Linked DNA regions of Mus musculus: regions 1, 3, 4 and 5 are each linked to region 2. A link is a contact called in public ChIA-PET, HiChIP or PLAC-seq and promoter capture Hi-C data. All regions are on one chromosome and are shown on one strand. The core of a region is the stretch at or near the end of the contact, and the rest is flanking DNA. Distances in the headings are between cores, read along the strand shown. Region 1 holds the start of Prrg2 (proline-rich Gla (G-carboxyglutamic acid) polypeptide 2). Region 2 holds the start of Snrnp70 (small nuclear ribonucleoprotein 70 (U1)). Region 3 holds the start of Grwd1 (glutamate-rich WD repeat containing 1). Region 4 holds the start of Fut2 (fucosyltransferase 2). Region 5 holds the start of Sult2b1 (sulfotransferase family, cytosolic, 2B, member 1).

Region 1 (4,333 bases), core at 1,029-3,528, 330 kb after region 2:
CCCAATAAACCTCATTGAAAATAAGAACATGAGCCAGGAGTGGGGACTGCATGCCTTTAATTTCAGTACCAGGTTGTGCATCTCAAGAAACAAAACAAAACAAAACAAAACAAAAAACAAACAAAAAAAACAAAAAACAAATTAAGAAGCTGGAGAGATGAGGCAGTGGCTAAAAGCACTGGCTGTTCTTCCAAAGGACCTGGGTTTGATACCTAACACACACATGGCAGTTCACAACTCCAGTTCTAGGGGACCTAATGGCCTTCTGGGCTCTGTAGACAGTGCATTCACATGGAGTGCACAATCATAAAAACAGGCAAAACCCTCGTTTACATAAAATAAAAGGAAAGCATTTCTTTTCTTTTCCTTTCCTTTTCTTTTCAGGATAGTGTCTCACTATGTAGCCCTGGCTGGTCTCAAACTCAGGAAAATCCATCTACCTCTGCGCCCAGTTCTGGGATCAAAGATGTGTCTACCATACCCCTTTAAATAAATCTCCTTCTGGGGGCTTTCAAATGTCCTACGTTCTTTGTGAATTTTACATCATGCACCCTAATCCCACCCATCCCCCCCCTCGTTACTTTAAATAAATCTTTTTTTTTTTGCCACTGCCCAGCTAATAAATCTTAATCTCCTTAGAGATATTTAGTGAAATTCGATGCAGCCTGGACTACATGTCACCTTGCCTCAAAAAAATACAATAATCGTTGGGGTGGTGGCGCACGCCTTTAATCCCAGCACTTGGGAGTCAGAGGCAGGCGGATTTCTGAGTTGGAGGCCAGCCTGGTCTACAGAGCTAGTTCCAGGACAGCCAGAGCTACACAGAGAAACCCTGTCTCGAAAAGCCAAAAAACAAAAACGAACAATGGGGCGGGGGGGGGGGGGTAATAAGTGCTAGGTGTGGTGGTGCACACTTTTAATCTCAACACTTGGGCGGCAGAGGTTGGCGGATCTTTGTGAGTTTGAGGCTAACTACATAGCGAGTTCTATAACAGCAAGGGCTACATACTGAGACTCGGTCTCAAGCAGAATAAAATATTTTAATTGCTTCAAGGAACCTTCAAGGGTCCAAACCACTACTGCTCATTCCCCTCCTCACCATTGTCTAGAAATCCGACCTCAACTCTCACTAACACAGGGAACCCCAAGTTCCCCCTCACTTGGTCCGCATCACTCCTCTACTGCGGAACTACATTTTCTACAACCAGCCAGGATGAGGGAGACAGTACAAGGCATCCTGGGAAATGTAGTTCGTCTTCCAACCTAGGCGTTCAAGAGCGCTGTTAATGATTGACAGGGATTCGGAGTGCGAAACCTTATCCTACCTCCCTCAGAACTGCAAATTTCTCCCACAAGAAGGAAACTTGGCGACGCGACCCCTCACCGCCTGCAGCTTACCTCAAGAGCGGTTATCCGGCTTGTCGTTGCTTCAACTACGTCCCGAACCGGAAAAAGAGTACTGTTTTTAAACTCTACTCCTCCTACTTCCGCCCGACAGGAGGAGACCGGAAATAATTCTGCCCCTAGTCGCGGAGGCGCTTCGCCTGGCTTGGTAAGTGCTTTCTTCTTCTCTTCCATCCCCCCGGAAACGTGAGTGACTACTCGAAGGTTCCGGTGAGCGAAAGTGGTTTGACTCTGGGAGACACCCTAGCCTGTTCTAGGCATTACCCAGAGCGGGGCAGTTGCTTTGAGTCTCTTCAAGTTTGAGTTTGGAGACTTAACTCTGTCACCCGAAGAGACTGATATCCAGTTCCCCAAATATATTACTTATTTTTTCCCCCATTGCATCTTAAGAGTCGATAAGTGAGAACTCTTTCCCCTATTATAGAAAAAACAATTTTCAAAGATCTCGAGACTAAACTGTTCAAGTTATCCTCAGGAAACAGATTTATTGTGGTACCGCCCAGTTATTCTAGGAACCAAAGAATTCCCTTCCCACCAGTGTGTAGATCTCTTGAGACCTAAGATTTATTTTCCTGGCTCTGCCAAGTCGTCTGTAGAGAGAGACTCGGGCTGGACAAGTAGGGAAGAGGAGACTCTAATAAAGCCCCCTAGATCCCTCCATGGTGTCGGAAAGCCTTGTTTCTTCTGTGTGGGGCCGTGGCACTGAAGACCTTGATCCTATGGTCCCTTTAAGTACTTTGTCCCTTACCTGAGTCCCTCCCAAAGAAGGTAATCAGTAGCCCCGCCCCCTCGCCAGTAGCCGGCTCGGGCCTAGTAACCCAGGAGGAGCTCCCCTCCTCTCCTCCCCTCCCCTCTTGCCTACCCCTTTGCACAGCTGGCTACTCTGACCCAGAGGGCCTTCGTTAAAGAAGAGAGGCAGAGCTCCCAGCCCTGGCCAGGTAAGTGGGTGCATGCTCCCCGAGAAACTCCTGGGCAGAGGATCTGGTGTCCTGATTCCCCACGTTATTGGGATCTAGAAACTTGGGACCCAAGCTCTAGGCTGTGGATCCCCAGGGCTCTGTCTCCTCAAGCCTTCAAGACCTAGAAATATACGACCTGATCTGTCGTGTAGTCTCTGATCTCTGAGGCTCGATGAGGCAACAGGTAGAGGGAGGCTGACTTGGAATGTAATCTGCTGGGCTGGAAGGGAAGAGGGTTGATGATGAGCTTGTTTAAATGCCTACTGTGTGTTGTCAGGTTTGTGATAGGTAGAGAAAGCAAGCCTCAGCAACTGTGTGCTTATCATTGTCACCTCCAAAGTCCTCCTCTGACATTCGAAAACCTGGTACAATAGGCAAATGACTTTACTACCTGGTAACACGTTCTTCACCTATAAAAATGGCAGGAGTAATAGGACTGGCTTGAAAATTAAGATGAGCCAGGCAGTGGTGGCACACCTTTAATCCCAGCGCTTGGGAGGCAGAGGCAGGCAGAGTTCTGAGTTTGAGGCCAGCCTGCTCTACAGAGTGAGTTCCAGGACAGCCAGGGCTACACAGACAGAGAAACCCTGTCTTGATAAAGTCCTGAGTTGATAAAGACCCACGGTGTCTGGCATGGGACACGAGTTGGTTACTTGCTTTTATCATGATGGCAGAGTGCGGGCAGGGAGTCCTGGCCTCCTAACTCCGCTGCAGCATTTGTCATCTGGGAGTCCACACAGTATGAGGGGCCGTCCTTCCCTGCTCTTAGTCTATATGGGATTGGCCACCTGCCTGGACACCTCACCTCACAGAGAGCAAAACCAAGGTGAGTGTTTGAGTCTCTTCAAGTTTGAAGGTGAGTGTTTGGAGAAGAGCCTTGCAGAGGTTTAGTTCTGCCTCTCCCTAGCCAGGAGACTTCCTAGATTCCTGGACCCGGACGCTTCTCCCTCAGATCCTAGGGTCTGTGCCCCGGCTTCTCCCCTCAGATCCACATGGTCACCCCCTGCTTCAGAAGTAGAGTTCCAGACTCCAGTCTTCCTCCTTCATGCCCAATGGTGAAAACTCTGTCCCCTCTTGCTCAGGGTTCTCCAGGCCTGGTCCGTACCCCTAGGACCCCATAGTTCTTTGTCTTCTTTGTCCTCTATCCTAAGGACTCTGCTTTTGACTCTGATGTCCTTAGTTCTTGACATCTTCCTGGATGCCCCAGAGGCCCAGAGTTTCTTAGTTGGCCGCAGGCGTTTTCCTCGTGCTAACCACTGGGACCTGGAGTTGCTGACCCCTGGGAACCTGGAACGGGAGTGTCTGGAGGAGAGGTGCTCCTGGGAGGAGGCCCGGGAGTACTTTGAGGACAACACACTGACGGTGAGGGCCTCAGAGGACCCTGGCATCGAGGGCCTGTCCGCCTTCTCTAGGTGTTAAGGATCACAGGCTCCAGCCTTCAGCTCCCTCCTCACCTCCATGGGGTCTCCTATGTCAGGGTGGACTGGTGGGGTGGGGGCGGGGCATGACTTTTCGTGTTCAGTTGCTATCTTTTCCTTCTCTTCTCTAACCCTAGGAGCGCTTCTGGGAAAGCTATACGTACAATGGCAAGGGAGGTGAGTGATGCTTCTCAGCCCTCTCGTCCTGTGTTGGGGAAGCAGCCTTTAGCCCTGGAGTTCAATCCAACATCCCCTCCACACATACAGGACTACCTTCCCTCCAATCCCATGCTGTTCGGGGATGACTGACAAGGTGTCTCCTCTGTTTCCACAATGGCCCTTGTCTGAGAAACCCAGCACACGGATGGTGTTCACATTCATAGGAGGACCCCCGAGTCCTCAGGTGGGGGACTTGTGGGTGAGCAGATGATAGAGTTATTGTCAGAGGGACAAACTCACCTGCGGCCCTTCTTTAGAGTCCAGAGCCCCAGCCCCTTACAAGCATCTTGGTTGCTAGTGGGGCTGTTACCTAGCAACAGAGCTAAGGCAGGA
Region 2 (4,717 bases), core at 1,650-4,149:
TAAACAAATCAACAAAACGTCCTGAGTTTAAATCCCTACCACTTTTATGACCTGGGAGTGGGAGTGTATGTTAGTAGGAGGGCCAGAATTTCAAGGCCATCCTGTAGTGGCTCATAAAGAGATAGAGAAGGGATGTGTTTGGTGGCTTTGCAACCAGGTGTGTGTGTGGGGGTGCCTCTGCGGGCCCATGCTGAGACATCCCTTCCTCCTGAGGGACCAGCCACACGATGGTATAGTATAAAACAGAGTTTATTCAGGGCATGGGGAGGGGAGCTGAGAGGGTAGTAGAGACAGAGAAAGGCAGAGAGAGAAAGAGTAGAGGAGTAGAGGCAGGCCATGAGCACGTGGGGAGAGAGGCAGGAGGGGAAATGGAGAGGGGTGGGGGTGGGGCAGGAGCAAGGGACGGAGGGAGAACAAGAAGGCAAGAGAGGGAGGAGGGGGCAAGCAGCCCCTTTTATAGTGAGTCAGGCACACCTGGCTGCTGCCAAGTAACTGCGGGGCAGAGCCTAGACAAAATGTCAACACACCCTTCACTACATAAGGGTTCAATGCCATCTTGGGTTACCTTGTAAGTTTGTTTTTGTTTTTTGAGACTTGGTCTCTCTGTCATATAGAGATCTACATCTAGACCTGGAACTGGACATGTAGCCCAGACTGGCCTCAAATTCCAGAGGTTCACCTGCCTCTGCCTCCAAAATGCTGGGACTAAAGTTGTGTGCAGCCATGCACTGCAGGTTGGGGTGGAGATCAGAGGTCAAGGCCCCACCGAGTTTTTGGTTTTCCTCAGTCACTCTCCACCTTAATTATCCAGGCCTTTCACTCCACCTGGAATTAAACTCTTGGCGACTGAGAGGAATCCTCCCCTCTCCATCTTTCGTGCTGGAGTTATAGACAGCGCTCTAAGTGCTGAGATTTTTACAGGTGCAGAGGAGGGGCATGTGGGTGAACTCGGCTCCTTATACAGAAGCCATCTCCCCAGCTCCTCTCTTTGTTTTCCTGAGAGAGGCTTCTCTGTAGCACAGGCTGGCCTTTAAACTACAAACCCTGGGTAGTGGCAAATTCTGTAAACCCAGCACATAGAAAGCTGAGTCAGGGGGATTGCCAAGAGGTGAAGGTCAGGGTGGAGAGGACTTTTTTGTAGAGTTGCCCCAGGTTCCATCCCAAACTCAGATAATCTAGGAGCCTGTAATCCCATTAATATGGGAGTGAGATGGACAGGGTTAGCCTGAGCTGCTCTATGGGCAGTGCACTCTAAAGTTTTGTGTGTGTGTGTGTGTGTGTGGTTTTTCGAAACAGGGTTTCTCCATGTAGCCCTGGCTGTCCTGGAACTACTCTGTAGACCAGGATGACCTCAAACTCAGAAATCCTCCTGCCGTTGCCTCCCAAGTGCTGGGATTAAAGGCCTGCGCCACCACTGCCCAGCTTTACTTTAAAAATTTATGTATGTATGTATGTATGTATGTATGTATGTGTATGAGCGCTCTACATGCCTGTATGCCTCCATAACAGAGAGCATAAAACAGAATAGGGCATTAGATCCCATTATAGATAGTTGTGAGCTATCATGTGGTTGCTGGAAATCAAATTCAGGACCGTGGGAGGGAGCAGCCAGTTGCCCTTAACTGCTGAGTCATCTCTCCAGATCCTTCATTGTCTCCAATGAAGAAGAAAGAAACAAAAGAAAGAAGGAAGAAGGAGAAAGAAGAGAAAATGAAAAAGAAAAAGCCTGGAATTGTGTGCTCTATGCCTTTGATCCCAGCACTCTGGAGGCAGAGGTCAGTGGGTTCAAGGTCAGCCTGGTGTACAGAAAACAGGAAATATATATGTGTGTGTGTATATATATATATATACACACACACATATACACACACACACATATATATAAAAAGATAAAATATACATACTGATACAAAATGCAAAGACATCTTTGGCTATGGTGAAACTTTGTCTGAAAAAAAGTAAAGATAAAAACAACAGAACACATTAAAAAGGAAAAGTAGGGGTTGGGGATTTAGCTCAGTGGTAGAGCAAGGCCCTGGGTTTGGTCCTCAGCTCTGAGAAAGAAAAAAATAAAAGACAAAATAAAAAGGAAAAATAATACAAAACAGATTTATCTTTTTCTCTCAACAATATGAGCTCCAGGAAGAAGAGATGACTTTTTTTTAAAGATTTATTCATTTATTATATGTAAGTACACTGTAGCTGTCCTCAGATACTCCAGAAGAGGGCATCAGATTTCGTTATGGATGGTTGTGAGCCACCATGTGGTTGCTGGCATTTGAACTCGGGACCTTCGGAAGAGCAGTCGGCGCTCTTAACCACTGAGCCAAAGAGATGACTATTTTATCATGAGCCAAACGGTGGCTAGCACATACAAAAATTTTGGGAAAGAGTTCTCTCTCTCTCTCTCTTTTTCCTCCCTGTGACAGGGTTTCTCTTTATAGCCCTGGCTGTCCGGGAACTCACTCTGTAGACCAGGCTGGCCTCGAACTCAGAAATCCGCCTGCCTCTGCCTCCTAAGTGCTGGGATAAAAGGCGTGCACAACCGCTACCCGGGCAAGAGTTTCCTGTCAAATCCAACGTAAACGCAAAGACCCTGTTCATGCAGGCACTTTTTGACAGGCTGCGGAAGGATATGCGACGTGGTGCATCACTTAGACGCATGCGCACAAGGTCCGGGAAGTGTAAGGAGAAAGGGCGGACCTTCCATAAGTGTCTCGCGGTCATAGGCGGTTAGCTAGAGCGCGAGGCTGAGACCGACCTAGGTCCGATCACGCATGCGCAGTACGACAGCCGGGCCGCGGATGTTTAGCCATTTCAGAATGAGTACAGTTTTGGCGCATGCGCAGTGCCCCTGGTAAGGCCTGGACTGCTGTGAGGGTGTCGTTTGACTCGTACGGCGCATGCGCATTGCGAAAGGCGGAGGGATTCGAGTCGTCTCCACTCCCAGTTCTGGTCGCGAGCTGAGGCCGCGCGGGTTGTGAGGAGAGGTCTGGTTTGCGCGCGCTGCGCGGACCACCGAAGCTACCTGACGCGGGCGCCGCCGAAGTGGAAGTCGGAGCGGGAGTTTTTGTTTGTGAAGGGCGGCCGCGAGGCCTGAGGCTAACGTCAGGCTGAGGAGAGCGCCGCGCGGTGAGTGAGTGGGTGAATGAGAGGCCTTAACGGGGAGTGGGGCCGCTACCCACAAGCCCTTGCGGGGTTCCCGAACCCTTTCCCCGCTGCTGTGGCCCGTTTCCCGGGTTAGTGCCTTTGACTTCTCCCTCTGCGTCCCCCATCCTTTACCCAGAGTTCTCTGGGCACTCCAGCCTTCTTTCCCTCAGGATCCCCCTCCCCCAATCTCCTGCGGTCCCCTACCCACAGGCCCTTGCGGTTTGTGTGTTGCCTTTTTTTCTCGCCTTTTTTTTTTTTTTTTTTTTTGGTCGCATCCTGGACCTCTACCCATAATTCCTTTCGTCTCTCGGCTCCTAGATATTTTACGCAGAGGCCCCTGGCTTCCTGGATATTATCCTTATGGCCTCCCTTGAAATCCCTACTTCATAATCTTAAAGGTATGAAGCGAGCAACCTCTAGAGCGCGAGGCTTCGACCTGGGTCCCACACCTCCTACTCCTTTTCCCCTTTGTTTTCTGTTACCAGCCTTAAGTTTTTCAGCTCTTACCAAGAGCTTTTCTTCAAGCAGATGTTGGTCACTCCCTTGACCAGGATAGCAGCATCCGTCTCCAAATCTCACACCTGTTTGTTTGTTTGTTTGTTTGTTTTGGGTGAAGGGGGCCTAAAAGAAAGCAGTGCTAAGTAAAGTATGCTAACATAACGTTTCTGGTCTTAGATTTGGCAAGATGACACAGTTTCTGCCTCCCAACCTTCTGGCCCTTTTTGCACCCCGAGATCCCATCCCATACCTGCCACCCCTGGAAAAGCTGCCACATGAAAAACACCATAACCAACCTTACTGTGGCATTGCACCATACATCCGAGAGTTTGAGGTGAGCATGTTGGGAGGGAGGGTTTAGCTCTGGATGGGGCAGGCTACCCTGAGGCATTCGGCTTCAAAACAGTTTTAGTTGTGTGGTTCACACATGTGGCTTTTACGTTTTCTGATCATGTTTTGTGCTTTTGTGTGCATTTTAATTTTTTTAATTATACTTTTGTATATGTGGGTGTATGTGCAAATCTGTGAATGTCGGAGGACAGCTTGAAAGAGGCCATTCTCTCCATCTTGTGGGTCCAAGAGATGAAGCCTAGGTTGTCAGGCGTGGCTGCAAGAGCCTTAGCCTGCAGAACCATAGTGCTAACCTCTTTTCGTTGAGTTTTGAGATACGGTTTTGCTGTGTAGCTTAGATCTTATGGCAGTCCTTTCTCAGTCATGTAAATGCTGCATGTAATGGGTGTGTGCTTCCAGGAGCGGCTCATTTCCTTGTAGGGTTAAGAATATCTTTTGTATGGATGTGGTAGTCCCTAGCCCAAGTGATTGGCCAAATTGGTTACATTGGCAATTGTGTCTCCACCCTGACTCCTAAGTCCCCAGACAGGGTTTCTCTGTGTAGCCCTGGCTGTTCTGGAACTCACTCTGTAGACCAGGCTGGCCTCAAACTCAAGAGATCTGCTTGCCTTTGCCTCTCCAGGGTTAGGTGATCCACCTCTGTCGATTTTGTTTTGTTTGTGGGTTGTTGTTGTTTTGACTCTTTGGCTGGGGGGTGGGGGGAATACATTCTTTCATG
Region 3 (4,439 bases), core at 116-2,615, 440 kb before region 2:
CTCCTCCACGAAAGTCCTACCTTTACCTGTCTCCCCCCACTCACCTACCACCCCAGATGCCACCAATCACATCTTCAAGTCCAGCCCTTATTTGTGACCCTTCAGTGATAATCCAGCAGACACTCCACCCCCAGGTCTCCTTTCCCAGATTTCAGCAGGGTCTGAGGCTGGGCTGAGAGGAGGGTCTGGGAGCCCACACCTGACCTTTCCTCCCCTCTCCCGCTCCTACACTGCAGTGTTTGGAATAAAACCATGTTTTTACGCCTCCTCAGTCCAAGCCTGAGTTCTGTGTCTGTCCCTTCAACTTCTCTGGAGAAAAATGGAAACTGAGAACTGAGTCCTTAGGGAGGACAGTCAGACAACAGAAACTGGGCTGGTGGTGTAGCGGAGGCAGGGTGTTGTAATATTCATAACACCCTGAGTTCAGTCCCCAGTCCTAGAAAACAGGAGATTGGGGAAAGCACAGTCAACCCCAGGAAGCGGCAAGAGTCCAGGGGAGAGGGGTGGAGAGGTGACAGGGCAGAGACAACACCCCCAAGAGTAGAGATACAAAAAGGGATGCACAAATTAGGACCAAATCTAGAGACCTACTCCTTGCTACTGGCAAGAATGATTTGATGGGTTATTTTATGCAAATGGAGAGTGGCCAACCCACGCCTTGAATCTCCTTAATCTCACCAGTGAGGATCTGTTTCCAATATTTCATTACTCCAATTAACCAAAACTCGGGTGTACATGGGTAGATAAAGAGAGCTGACTCAGTTGTAGCAGCAGCCTCAAGAGAGACTTTCTGATTAAGTGCCTGCTGACCAGAGCTGCCCTGGGAATGCCTGGTTGGGAAATGGTCTGCCCCTGGAGGATAGATCCAATCCACTAACTTATACATAATGTCCAGCCTGTCTACCCTAAAGCATTTTGAAATAATTTAAAACCATCATAACAAGGAGAGGAGAAGAAATCGGCCTTAAAGGTCCTCGGGGAACAGAAGCCCAGTCTCCTTGCCAGTAAGTGCTCGTTTACATACATGAATAATTAACTAAATGGAAAGACAACCCTGGGAATGAAAGGTGGAAGATGGAGAGGGCTCTGAAGCCGAGGACTTCTGTAGAACTACAACTCCCAGAAGGTCTTGCCATTGCTGCGCGGAAGAATTCCCCAAGGTCACACGAAAGACAAAATTGCTCCTAATATAAGTCTTCTCACTGAGCCAGGACGCGGTTACTTTGTGGCGGCCATCTCTCTGCGCATTACCTTCTTCTGGCTGGTTCACAGGTTTCCAAGGTAACAGTACAGTGGGACGGGTCTTAGACTGTGGGAGGTGAAACCCGGAAGTGACGCTCTCACTTCGCGTCCGGGGCAAGAAGGTTCGAAGATGGCGGCGCGCAAGGGCCGGAGTCGCACGTGTGAAACCGGAGAACCCATGGAGGCTGAAACCTGCGACCCAGGAACCGAAGGCCCATCCCAGGTCTACCTGCCCGGCAGAGGGCCGCCACTGAGCGAGGGAGAGGAGCTGGTAATGGATGAAGAGGCCTACGTGCTGTACCATCGTGCGCAAACTGGTAGGCAGAGGGACCTGACTCTCGGGTCCAGGGAAATGAAAGGCCTGTCTTGGGGTCTGGGGGACGAAGGGTCTGGAGTCTGAGGATTGTGACCCTGCAGACTGCCGGCCTTTGGAGGAGGTGGAGGCCGAGTTCCCAGTCTCTCGTTCCTACTCAGCAACTCTAATCTCCCCGCCCATCCCTAGGCGCCCCTTGTCTCAGCTTTGACATAGTTCGAGATCACTTGGGCGACAACCGGACAGAGCTCCCTCTCAGTCTTTACCTGTGTGCGGGAACCCAGGCGGAGAGCGCCCAGAGCAATAGGTGAGACCCAGGACCTTTGCAAGACATCCACAAGGCCCCACGCATTAGGGCTCTCTGCTAATGCCAGACCTAAAAGTCTGGGACCCCAGCCTCCCTCCTCCTTCAACATCCCGGCACTCAGTTTCTAACCCGTATTTGCTTCCCCAGACTGATGATGCTTCGGATGCACAATCTCCATGGCACCAGGCCGTCACCCTCAGAGGGCAGTGATGACGATGAGGAAGATGAAGATGAAGAGGATGAGGAGGAGCAGAAACCTCAGCTGGAACTGGCCATGGTTCCTCACTACGGTGGCATCAACCGAGTTCGGGTACAGTCTTTCCAGGGGCTTGTTAAGGATTCTCTGCAGCACACCCCTCCCCCTAGATCCAAATGTCTCTCAGTACCTCCTCCAGCCCCTCAGCTTCTCTCCCTCCCCCCTCATTTTCAGACATTTTCACTCTATGAGCTGATAAACAGATAATAAAGGCTGAAACAGCTCCTGATTGTGGTGAAACGCAAGGGTGTTACTGAGCTGTTGCTTAGGAACTGAGGCAGGATAGAATGAGTTCAAAGGCAGCTTAGTGGTAGAGCGCTCACCTCAAGTTCAATAAATAGAGCACTTTATGATCAGGTAGATGAGCAAAAAAGGGAGACGGTATACAAGGAGCATGTAGAGCAAAAGCCAACCCGTAGCTGGACCTGTCTCTGTTGGACCTGTATCTGTTACATTATTCCCAGAAGGTTTAGCCTGTAGACAGAAAGCTCTGGGCCCATGAACATAACATACTAGTGGGAAAGGGAACAAGAGAAAGCTTGTAGTTTGTTACAAGATGCTGAGTGTGGTAGTATAAGGGTGTTCCTAGGGTAGAGTTGTTTTTTGTAAATGGTGAATTTGAGGAGGACTGGGTAAGTCGGTGTTCTTGGACTAGAGACCTGCAGCAAGTGTCAGGGCTGGGGTGTTTGTGGAAACAGATTTGCAGAGAAGAAAAACGAAAGTGCCAAGACCCTGGGGTGCACCTGGCACACATGATTCAGAATCTCAGGGGAAACTGGAGAGGCGACTGTGTGTGGAGCAGAATAGACTAAGCGGGGACAGTGACAGATGTGCAGGGTGAGCGCCTGGAAGACTGGTTGCTTTGCCCTTGTGGGCTAATGTAAGTCTTGGTTTCTGCTTCAGGAGAAATTAGGAATAAGTGGAGGACGTAAAGTAGAGGAGTGATTGGTCTGGTACTTGTTTTCAGAGGCTCCCGCTGGCTTCTGTGTGGAAAATTGACTGCAGAGAGCCAAAAGTGTTTGATTACATAAGGAACAACTCACGGGAAGGGTGGCCACAGTACAGGTGGTTAGAAAAGTTTTGAGAGGCGCAGCGTAGATGGGTGTGAGGAAGGAGACAGCCAAACATGGGTCTCAATGTTTTAGACTGAAGGTGAATGTCTTAGTTAGGGTTACTAACGCTGTGATAAGATGCGGTGACCAAAAGTAACTTAGATAGGAAAGGCTTTGTTTGGCTTACACCTCCACATCACTGTTCATCACCAAAGGAAGTCAGGACAGGAACTGAAACAGCAAGAATGTGGTGGCAGGGACTGATGCAGAGGCCATGAAGGGGTGCTGCTTACTGGCCTGCTTGTCATGGCTTACTCAGCTTGCTTGTTTCAGTCTTTTTCATATTGTTTTGTTTGACAGGGTTTCTTTGTATGTTCTGGCTGTCCTGGACCTAGCTCTGTAGACCAGGCTGGCCTCGAACGCAAAGATTTGCCTGCCTCTGCCTCCCAAAGTTGTGTTCCACCACTGCCCAACTAAGCTGTTTTCTTATAGAATCTGGGACCGCCTGCCCAAGGCTGGCACCACCCACAATGGACTGGGCCCTCCTAATTAACAAAGCGTCCTACTGCCTGCAGCCCTATGTCTCTGAGGCTTTTTCTCTATTGAAGCTCTTCTCTCAGATTACTCTAGTTTATGTCAAGTTGACATAAAACTAGCCACCGTGGAGATGGTCAGAGGAATGTGTTGTCTATGGTAATAGGGCAGTTTAAGGATCTTGGAGTGACTGTAGAGGGGGAAGGACGTGAGAGCGGTAGAACCCGCAGTGTTTTCTAGAACTCCACTGGGAGCTTGAGCTTCATCCTTTTGCTGTTTCTGTTCCCAGAGCCAGGAGGTGACCTGGCCATCAGCTGGTCTGGGAGCATGTAGTTTCCTCCTACAAAGCTGTCTGGGGACTATATTTGTCTGTAGACATGCCAAGGTTATAGTTTTGGGGGTCTATTGTCTAACCTTAGGCCTCTCCCCTCTTTGTTTTGTGTACCCCTCTGGCAGGTATCTTGGCTGGGGGAGGAACCTGTGGCTGGAGTATGGTCAGAGAAGGGCCAAGTGGAGGTGTTCGCACTGCGGCGGCTCCTGCAGGTGGTGGATGACCCCCAGGCCCTGGCCATCTTCCTCCGAGATGAGCAGGCCCGAATAAAACCCATCTTCTCCTTTGCTGGCCACATGGGAGAGGGCTTTGCTCTTGACTGGTCCCCTCGGGTGCCCGGTGAGTTTGGATTTTCTCATGGTTCAGGGAGGATGGGTCGTAGGACTCCTGGAAAGGCAAGAAGT
Region 4 (4,435 bases), core at 1,743-4,242, 270 kb before region 2:
ATTTTTATGATTTTTAACTATGTGCCTGCTGTGGCTATGTGCACCTGAGCGCACACACATAGAGGGGTGAGGAGTTGGATTCCCCTGAAGCTGGAGCTACGGAGCGGTGTGAACCACCTGAAGTCGGTGCTCGGAACTGAACCCTGGTCCTCCATAAGAGCCGTAAGTGCACGTATTGCTCTCCAATCCCTATTTTTATTATTTTAAATTACACGTACATATGTTTGTGTGTATGTTATGTACACATGAGTGCAGGTGCCTGTGAAGACCAGCAGAGGGCACCAGATCCTCTGTATCCTGAGTTCCAGTTGTGAGCAGCCCAATGTAAAAGCTGGTTACTGAACTGTGGTCATGTTCTTAATCCCCCGAGCCATCTTTTCAGGCCCTCCAGAAATTTTTTAAAATTAATTGTTTAGGTTACCGTCTAAAATAATTTTATACTTATATATTATTGCATTTGTTCCTGGGAGTTTTGTTTTTGTTTTTGTTTTGTTTTTGATTTTTTGCTTTGAGTTTGGTGTTAATTAATTAATTTTGTTTCATTTCTTTTTATTTTTTTGAGATAGGGTTTCTTTGTGTATTCCTAGCTGTAGGAACTTGCTAGGAATTCCTAGAACTTGCCTCAAACCTAGAGCTCCTCCTGGGTCTGCTTCCCCAGTGCTGGGGATAAAGGCGGGAGCCATCACTGCTGGGGATAAAAAGGCGGGTGCCATCACTGCTGGGGATAAAAAGGCGGGTGCCATCACTGCTGGAGATAAAAAGGCGGGTGCCATCACTGCTGGGGATAAAAAGGCGGGTGCCATCACTGCTGGGGATAAAGGCGGGAGCCATCATTGCTGGGCTAGGTTTTTGTTGTTTTAACATTTGTTCAATTGTATGGAGCTAGAGTTGCAGTTAAATCTGAGGCTGCCCTTGCCCACTCCAACACCCAAAATACACACTGGAAAGTGCACACAGGCCCTGTGCATAAGCAGAAAGAACTCTCAACTGCTGAGCCATCTCTCCATCACAGGATCATGGGGTTTTGAGACAGGGCCTCCCTCTGTAGCCCTGGTTTGCCTGGAACTCAGTATGGAAGGCTAGCCTCAAATTTGGTGTGTCTTACTGCACCTGCCACCTGAGTCTGTGCTTACAGGCCTGGGCCATTCATTATACCTTGGTGGACAGAAGTTTAAGAAAGAAAGGAAGGAAGGAAGGAAGGAAGGAAGGAAGGAAGGAAGGAAGGAAGGAAGAAACAAACTAGAATTGGGGGTGGTAACTTGGTGGTGATACAACCAATCAGCACAAATGGTGTACCATTCAATCCCTTGTAGCAAAAATAAAAATTGCAAATAGTAAAAAAATTGCTGGGTGTGGCTGTTGTAAGTTCGGCAGCCTGCCAGCCTGGTTTTGAGTAACTCATTGGCAGCAGCTTATGTCATCGCCATTGCCTGCCAAAGACAGGTGCAGCACATCTCCAGTATTAGAGCGCTGAGAGTTGCATAGCAACAGCGCCCCTCTAAAGGCGCGCGCGTGCGCGCGCGCACGCGCTCTCTCTCTCTCTCTGTTAGTTCTCTATGTCTCTCTCAGTATCTGTCTCTCTCTCTCATGTCCCCACTCCAAATTGGCCTTTTGCTCTCCCAGAGCAGAGGAAAGGTACCCTTTTTGTCACTTTATCCTAATATTGGTGGCACTTCTTTAATGCTAGCACTCAGGAGGCAAATGGATCGCTGGGAGTTTGAGATCAGTCTGGCCTACATACATAATGAGTTCTGGCACAGGCAGGGCTCTAGAGAGACCCTGTCTCAAAACAAACAAGCAAACACACAAAACAAACAATAACAGAACGTGAACAGAAGTGACAAGAACTGTTTTTTGTGTGGCCTTGGCCAAGCCTCAGCTTGCCTGGCTTCAGATGGCTGTGTGACTTCAAGGGAGTTACTTTCCCTCTCTGTACTTGGCTTTCTCCTGTGCACATAGATCTATTAAGCGTGCATAGTATTAGGGATGCACACTATATTCATCTTAGTACTTGAGAGGCAGAAACAGGTAGATCTTTGATTTCAAGGCCATCCAGGGTTACATAAGTTCCAGGCAAACCAGGGCTACATAGTGAGACCCTGTCTCAGAGCTAAAGAGAGTCAGCCATAGGGGGTGAGTGTATGGTTCATGAGGCCTGTACTCAATTTCCTACATACCAAAAGGGAAGGGGAAAAAAGAATCTTTGTATACTGTTGGCTCTCAAGTTCACTCATTTGGTGAAGCTGTGCTGAGCAAGCATGTGGACCAGAGTTCAATACCCAGACCAAGGAAAGCCCAGGGGTGAGGGAATGACTCAGCCCACAGAGGCTACACACATAAATAAAAATAAAATATTTCTTTAAAAAAAAAAAAAAAGAAAGAAAGAAAAGCTTCAGAACCAAAGAACCGAAGAGTTGGAATGTGTGCTGTGTGGGCCTGAGGACCCGAGTTCAATTCCCCGCACATGCACAAAAGAAGGTGAAGAAGAGAGTCAGTAAGATGGCTTCGCAGATGAAAGCACCTACCTCCCAAACCTGAAGTCGTGATGCTGTAATACTAGCTCTCCTGCAGTGAGGGGGGACAGAGAGAGGAGCGCCATGCAACAAAAGCCCTCAAGTCACCCAGCTTGAGATACACAACATGGCAGCCACAGAGGAGACTCCGACCAGGTCGGAATATGAGGACATCCAAAAGTAGAGTAGTCCTCAGGACTCCACACGTGTGCTCTTTTTTCCTTTTTTAAGTTGAAAAGCACCTGCTAACAGGGTAGACAGCCACACACACACACACACACACACACACACACGTGCACGCATGCATAAAAATCCAAAAAAGTGTTGTTGTTGTTGTTGTTGACAGAGGTTGAGGCTCTTGGGAATCTGCAGGAGAAGGCAGGGCTGGACTGTGTCAATTTCTTCAAACTGCCCCTCCTGGCTATCATCCCAGCAGGCACCTGAGAGGAAGCTAACCTTTGACTGCCTCCTCCGGGTCCAGCCTCTCTGGTTCTAGGATGTCAGCAGGTACACCCTGGGTGGAGTTTCTATCCAGGGCTGTGGTTAAACTCAGGAAGTTTCCTTGGTCCTGAACGAAGAGCCAAGCTGGAAGATACACACTGCCGTCCAGTCCGCAGAGCCACGCTGCGGTTCGTCCATTCCTAGGTCATTTCCCTGTTACCACAGCCAGAAGAGGTGAGTACAGGTGAGGAGGTTGGGGGCAGGTCCCCTGAATCCTGACGAGCCCTAGGGATCCAGGAACTGGATGCATTGGTCTCTGACCCCACCCCAGGGCTCTCTGGAAGGAGATGCCATTGCTGAGAAGAGACCCTGGTTCTCCCAGACTCTGGAGTCCCAGCCTCAAGTCCCCAGCTAGTTCCTTCAGGTCCTGAGTCCTCCAGATCCCGGGATCCCAGACCTTAGTTTTTCCAGTCCCTGGGTCTCCCAAGCTCCCGGCTCACCAGCCCTGTGTTCGCCCAGCACCCCCATAGCCCTACTCCCTGCACACCGACTACCATCCTGCCCTGCTGGTTGACCTCTTAACCCCAATCTCCGCTTCACCTCTCAGATCCTCAGCTCTCTCCCTGCTACTGATTCCAGTAACAAGAGTAGATGAAAGGCAGAATTGGGCTGGATGTAACCGGATTTTCCTGTTCCCGTATCCTTGGCTTCCATATCAGCCTAGGGGGCCCTCAGAAACCTGCAGCTGTCATGGGGGGCAGGGGGGGGGGAGGATCCCGATCCTCTGTTGGAGATTTCAATGTGGCAGCTACTCTGATAAACTGCCCTGAGACTCCTAATGCCAGTGTTCCTTGGCACAGGGACAGAACAGGAAGAAAGCGGTGCCAGTCACAGGAATGGCACTGATGGGGTGGAGCCAGCCATGTACCTGGCTCCTGTCTCTGAGCTGATGTGGAGGGGATGCTGGGGGCAGGGCGCTCTGGGTGGAAAAGGCAGTTCTGAGGACACAGGCTAGAAAGAGGTGAGTGCAGCGGCTTATGCTTGTCATACTAGTATTCAAGACGCTGAGGCAGGAGCATTGCTAAGTTAGGTATCAGCCTGGACTACATCGAGAGAGCTTCTCTCTCTGCTTCTAGGGAACTGGAGAAGGATTCTTCCTTCAAAGCTGGGACCTCTTTCCAGCATACCGCACCCCTCCAACAGAAGGTAAACTGAGGCTAGGCACATGGTAATTGATCTTCCTGACCACAGAGATCAAAGAGAGAGTCTAAGCTCCTCCCATTGCCTCCTCAGCCTTGGACTGGAGCCAAACTGCTGCTCTACAGTCCTCCATGGCTTCAGCTTCCAGTCCTCCCACAGTCCTTGGTCTTCCCAAACTCACCCAAGTGCCTACCTAGCCTTTGGATCACAAGTGATGTGAATCTGGCTCCCTTCCTTAGCGGCAGTCTGCTGTCCCCTGAGAAGACGGCAAAGGCGACTGA
Region 5 (5,024 bases), core at 1,316-3,815, 350 kb before region 2:
GCCTACGGGCACAAGATCCTTCCTTGGAAGGTGACTCAGTTTCCCACTCCTGTAATGAGAAAGAAATAGCTCTCTCAAGGAATTGGTGAGATCAAAGACTAAAGCATACCTGGGGCTAACCTTCCTTGGAAGGTGACTCAGTTTCCCACTCCTGTAATGAGAGAGAAATAGCTCTCTCAAGGAATTGGTGAGATCAAAGACTAAAGCATACCTGGGGCTAACCACCGAGTATCTCTTAAAAGCCCAGTACTTAAGATATACAAGCACTTATAATCCTCAGTAGGACTGAAGGCTTGAAGCAGTAATTATTGCTGGCTGCTTGTGACAGGTGAGGAAACGGAGACTCAAGGAGGCAAGGCTCGTTAGACTTTGCCACTGGCAGACCTTCACCAGCTAATCTGCCTGGTAACCATTGACCTCACTGCTCCTGCCTGGTCATCCAAATCTGCCTGGTAACTGGTGATGTCACACATTCCTGGGGTTCAACCTATGGAGGGGTAGGATAACATCACTGAACAAATGTAGTATCTAGAGAATTTACAACTTACAAGGCACACTGAACAGGCTGAACACTGAGCAGGCTGGCCTGAACAGGGCCTTGATAATGCTGGGCCACTGCTGGACAAAATGGTTATTCCTTAGAAATCTCAGATTTATGGGATGTGAGCTTCAAACCAGGATGGATGCTGACCACTTACAGCCAGCCTCCTGCCTTTCTTCTCTGTGGAAATTTAACCAACTTTGATACAATGCTTTCTCCAGGTTAGACAGAGCCCCGAGTGCTTTACAAAATGCTACAAGGTAGCAGGCATTATATCCATCTATACACCAGAAAACCCAAGGCACAGAGAGCATCCCACAGTGAGCGTTCCTAAATGCCTTCTCCTCCATGTGTCTGAGTTTTACCTCAAAACCAAACTCTCGTTGTCAGCATTGTCATTACTGCTGTTCTAGGGCCTAGTGACACACCATACAGCCATGCCCATCCCTCACTGGGGAGTTCTAGGCAGAGGCTCTACCACTGAGCCACGTCGCCTGCCCCTCATTGGGTGTACAGGCTGGTTTTGTGTCAACTTGACACAGGCTGGAGTTATCACAGAAAAAGGAGCTTCAGTTGAGGAAATGCCTCCATGAGATCATGAGATCCAACGGTAAGACATTTTCTCAATTAGTGATCAAGGGGGGGGGGGCTGTGGGTGGTGCCATCTCTGGGCTGGTAGTCTTGGATTCTATAAGAAAGCAAGCTAAGCAAGCCAGGGGAAGCAAGCCAGTAAGTAATATCCCTCCATGGCCTCTGCATCAGCTCCTGCTCCCTGACCTGCTTGAGTTCCAGTCCTGACTTCCTTTAGTGATGAACAGCAATGTAGAAGTGTAAGCTGGAATGGGGATTCTAGGTAGGGGCTCTACCACTACAAACTTTCTTCTTTCTTTCTTTCTTTCTTCTTTTTTTTTTTTTTCGTTTTTCAAGACAGGGTTTCTCAGCCGGGCGTGGTGGCGCACGCCTTTAATCCCAGCACTCGGGAAGCAGAGGCAAGCAGATTTCTGAGTTCGAGGCCAGCCTGGTCTACAGAGTGAGTTCCAGGACAGCCAGGGCTACACAGAGAAACCCTGTCTTTTTTTTTTTTTTTTTCCGAGATAGGGTTTCTCTGTGTAGCCCTGGCTGTCCTGGAACTCACTCTGTAGACCAGGCTGGCCTTAAACTCAGCGATCTCCCTGACTCTGCCTGGGACTTAAAGTGTGCGCCACCACACCCCAGTGTCTTTTCCTTTTTGAGTCCAAATCTCCCTGTACTTTTGGAGTTGGCCTTTAGTTCTCTGTCCTCCTGTCTCAGCCTTTGGGAATGACCAGCGTGATGTGATCCACTGGTCTCACTCACAGAGGTCCCACCAGTCAGAGGAACGAAGCAGATGCGGCATCCAGAAGCCAGGCTGTTCTTAGGAACTTTTAGTGGGTGCGTTTCTTCAAAACAAAGCAATATGCTGTGGTTTCCTTTTCCCTCAAAACATGAAACCAAGGGTTGTAGCGTGGTGGTCGAGTGATAGCCTAATGTGTCAGCATCAAGGCTCAAGCTCCATCAGTACAAAAAAATCAGTAGATAAAATATGTGTCCCACATGAGCCTGGTGGCCCAAATCTGTCATCCTAGCTACTTAGGAGGCTGACACACAAGAATCAAAAGTTCAAGACCAGCCAGAACAGCTTAGTGAGACTCTGTCTCCAACAAATTAATAGAGGGCTGTGGGCGGGGCTCACAGTGCGGGGGGGGGGGGGATGGGGCGGGGCTCCGTAGTGGACCACTTCTTGCACCATTCTGAAAGGTCTAGGTTCAGTCTTCTCTTTGGAAACTCGGTTTCGTGGCTGCGTAAATGCGTCATGGCTTTGGGACAAACAGCTAGATCGTTTTAGCTTCTCGGTGAGTCATCGTGGGTTCTCACATGGGCTCTGCAGCGTGCAGCGTTGGCGGGGGCACCTGCCACCTTTGGCTTGGGTTCCTCGTTCGGAAAATGGCCTGATGACGTGGTGTCGCCCTCCAGGGTTGGGATGTGGAATAGACATAAGGAGAACACTTAGCTCCACTTTGCAGACATGAAGTACCCTTCCTCCTACCAGAAGCGTAGCTTTGGGCGAGTCACTCCCACCCTCCACGCTCAGCTTTCTACACCCATAGTGTGGGGGCGACAGTATGACATCACGGGACTGCTGTGGTGGAGTTGAAGTGGATCTACTCCTCAGGTGGACACACGGGGCTCAGAGAAAGGACACTCCTCACTGGCGTGTGAATGGAGGGCCCTGCGACTCTTGCCCACCTCCTTGGTCTTCTTTACACGTGCCCTTCCCCTCTTTCAGCTGGAATTTTGGAGGTGAATACTTCAGATACAAAGGTATCCCTTTTCCTGTCGGCATGTACTCACCGGAGAGCCTCAGTCTGGCTGAGAACACTAGCAACGTGCGGGACGACGACATCTTCATTGTCACCTACCCCAAATCAGGTACCGGTAGTGCTAGTCTGGGCTGGGGAGGAAGGGAGGAGAGAAGGGAGGAGGAAGGGGAGGAGCCTGCTTTGCAGAACCCGGCAGCTTGTCCTCTGCTAACAGTACCTTCCTTTGCACTGCGCACTAAGTCCCTGCTCCAGGGAGACTCTGAAGGCCTAGCTAATGTCCCCTCCCCTCTAGGGCTGCCACAGTGTCCCCAATCCTTCCCTGTCTCCCAAGCCTTCACAGCACTGAGTGCCACCAGCCGCGCATGGTTTGCTGGGTAATTTGTTCATTTTTGTTGAGAAAGGTTTTCATGTAGCCCAGGCTGGCCTTGAACCTCAGCTGGTCCTGCTGTCTCAGTGTCTCGGGTTCTGGAATGGCAGGTGTGTGCTGCTGGGCACAGTGTCACTGGGTAAACCTCTGCTTATCCACTGGAAGGTTAATCTGGCTCTCTCTGAGCGCTCTGTCTGCCCTGGCTGTTGCTTGTTCTCGGAACCGCGCGTGTCTGTGGAGGAGGTTCCTCATTTCGTGTGAATTCGCATGCAGACTACTCCACAGTCTTCACAGAGAAGGAAAGCCACTGCGCATTCTGCTTCTCTCTTTGTCGCTGTAATAGACCACCTGACCAAAAGCAACCGAAGGAAGACAGGCCCTGTGTGGCTTACACTTCCAGGCCCCAGCCTTATCACAGAGAAGCAACGCAATCAGGAACAGAAGCAGAAATCACACAGGATCCTGCTGTGACTGCCTGGCTCCTTAGAGCTTGCTCAGCTAACTCTATAAACCCCAGGCCCCTGCCCAGGAGGGGCACTGCCCTGAGTGGGCTAGGACCTTCTCTATCAATTAGCTATCAAGAGTGTGCCCCCGGGCAGCATATGTCTTTAATCTCAGCACTAAGAGGGCAGGGGCAGGTGAGTTCGAGGCCAGCCAGGGCTACATGGGGAGACAAATAGTAAATAAACAAAAAACATATTTAAACAAATAAACAATGATAAAAGAAGACAATCTATCACAAACATGTCCTCAGACCAATGGAGTCAACCCCCCAGCTCAGCTGAGATCTGGGTAATTCTGGGCTGTGCTGGCAGCTGAGGCGAACTAGGAGGGCTGGCTACATGGTGCACATCTGTAATCCCAGCATGTTGGAGGGGAAAGTAAGAGGGTCGGAGTTAAAGGTCATCCTCAGGTACAGACTGGGTTCGAGGCCAGCCTGGTCTACAGAGTGAGTTCCAGGACAGCCAGGGCTACACAGAGAAACCCTGTCTCAGAAAACCAAAATCAAGAAAAAATAAAATAACAAACAAACCAACCCAAAAAAGCCCTAACTCACCCCACCGAGTACAAGTATGAACCTTATAGATATCATGCTAAAAAAAATGGAGCCAGACACAAAAGGAATTACATGGGGCCCTTAAAATAGCCATGCTTGGTGGGGGAGGGGGGGAGCAGCTAGGGCGGTAACAGGAGTGAGATGGGGGCAGGGTGGGTGGGGCAGGGCCTACCTAAGGTGAGAAATGAGAGCATTTTTTTGTTTTGTTTTGTTTTTTTGTTTTTTGTTTTTTCAAGACAGGGTTTCTCTGTGTAGCCCTGGCTGTCCTGAAACTCACTCTGTAGACCAGGCCGGCCTGGAACTCAGAAATCCACCTGCCTCTGACTCCCAAGTGCTGGGATTAAAGGCATGCGCCACCACTGCCTGGCGAGGGCATTTGTTTAAGGATTGCAGTTTCTGTTGGAAAAAGGACAAGTTTGTTTTGTTTTGTTTTTTTGTTTTGTTTTTTTTTTGGGGGGGGGGTGTCAAGACAGGCGTGACTATTGCAAAACAACATGGTTGTCTTTAAATGTTGCCAACTCAACCTGGAACTTAAAATAGTCACAATGATGAGGTCCCCAGTATAGGGTTTCAAGAGCATAGAGAGGCAGCCGGCACAGGAGTGACCCCACCCTCTGCAGGGAAAATCACACACGCACACACGCGCACACACACACACACACACACACACACACACACACACACACACGCAGCCATGGATTGCGGGGCGGGACTTCCTTG

Evidence for each region. ChIA-PET counts read pairs in DNA pulled down with a chosen protein or histone mark. HiChIP or PLAC-seq counts read pairs in DNA pulled down with a chosen protein or histone mark. Capture Hi-C pulls out chosen DNA fragments and counts their contacts.
Region 1: a promoter capture Hi-C map of liver shows a contact between it and region 2, with 2.6 times the contacts expected there. The contact joins the promoter of Prrg2 here to the promoter of Snrnp70 in region 2. A contact is called at or near these places in 11 of 39 promoter capture datasets (the C10 cell line, the HPC-7 cell line, cranial neural crest and 7 more), 5 of 484 Hi-C or Micro-C datasets (B cells, CD4 T cells, cerebellum and 2 more), 9 of 115 datasets of contacts at active chromatin or transcription factors (effector CD8 T cells, embryonic basal ganglia, embryonic hindbrain and 5 more) and 4 of 9 other capture datasets (adipose tissue, liver, macrophages and 1 more).
Region 3: a FOXA1 HiChIP or PLAC-seq map of pancreatic cancer cells shows a contact between it and region 2. The contact joins the promoter of Grwd1 here to the promoter of Snrnp70 in region 2. A contact is called at or near these places in 4 of 39 promoter capture datasets (hippocampal neurons, liver and pre-B cells), 1 of 115 datasets of contacts at active chromatin or transcription factors (pancreatic cancer cells) and 1 of 9 other capture datasets (pancreatic islet).
Region 4: an HNF4G HiChIP or PLAC-seq map of pancreatic cancer cells shows a contact between it and region 2. The contact joins the promoter of Fut2 here to the promoter of Snrnp70 in region 2. A contact is called at or near these places in 4 of 39 promoter capture datasets (cranial neural crest, liver, macrophages and 1 more), 2 of 115 datasets of contacts at active chromatin or transcription factors (microglia and pancreatic cancer cells) and 3 of 9 other capture datasets (adipose tissue, macrophages and pancreatic islet).
Region 5: a contact with region 2 is called in an RNA polymerase II ChIA-PET map of effector CD8 T cells, with 21 read pairs. The contact joins the promoter of Sult2b1 here to the promoter of Snrnp70 in region 2. A contact is called at or near these places in 2 of 115 datasets of contacts at active chromatin or transcription factors (effector CD8 T cells and microglia).

Annotation. Positions count from the first base shown.
Region 1 is chr7:45,059,597-45,063,929 of GRCm38.p6, reverse strand. It overlaps Prrg2 (proline-rich Gla (G-carboxyglutamic acid) polypeptide 2), which reads left to right and starts at 2,278. Exons shown (of 7, transcript NM_022999.1): 1 at 2,278-2,342; 2 at 3,038-3,189; 3 at 3,544-3,725; 4 at 3,919-3,958. The coding sequence starts at 3,105. Nosip (nitric oxide synthase interacting protein) reads right to left here and starts at 1,501. Exons shown (of 9, transcript NM_025533.3): 1 at 1,399-1,501.
Region 2 is chr7:45,393,924-45,398,640 of GRCm38.p6, reverse strand. It overlaps Snrnp70 (small nuclear ribonucleoprotein 70 (U1)), which reads left to right and starts at 2,899. Exons shown (of 10, transcript NM_009224.5): 1 at 2,899-3,132; 2 at 3,826-3,982. The coding sequence starts at 3,836.
Region 3 is chr7:45,827,715-45,832,153 of GRCm38.p6, reverse strand. It overlaps Grwd1 (glutamate-rich WD repeat containing 1), which reads left to right and starts at 1,365. Exons shown (of 7, transcript NM_153419.2): 1 at 1,365-1,559; 2 at 1,745-1,862; 3 at 2,010-2,172; 4 at 4,161-4,374. The coding sequence starts at 1,373. It also overlaps a transcript of Grin2d not described here.
Region 4 is chr7:45,664,951-45,669,385 of GRCm38.p6, reverse strand. Fut2 (fucosyltransferase 2) reads left to right here and starts at 2,992. Exons shown (of 3, transcript NM_001271993.1): 1 at 2,992-3,188. Gm39008 (a long non-coding RNA gene) reads right to left here. Exons shown (of 5, transcript XR_882068.2): 3 at 2,970-4,435.
Region 5 is chr7:45,740,019-45,745,042 of GRCm38.p6, reverse strand. Sult2b1 (sulfotransferase family, cytosolic, 2B, member 1) reads left to right here and starts at 2,565. Exons shown (of 6, transcript NM_001360784.1): 1 at 2,565-2,989. The coding sequence starts at 2,683. Gm31597 (a long non-coding RNA gene) reads right to left here and starts at 3,081. Exons shown (of 3, transcript XR_391433.4): 1 at 2,912-3,081; 2 at 1-49.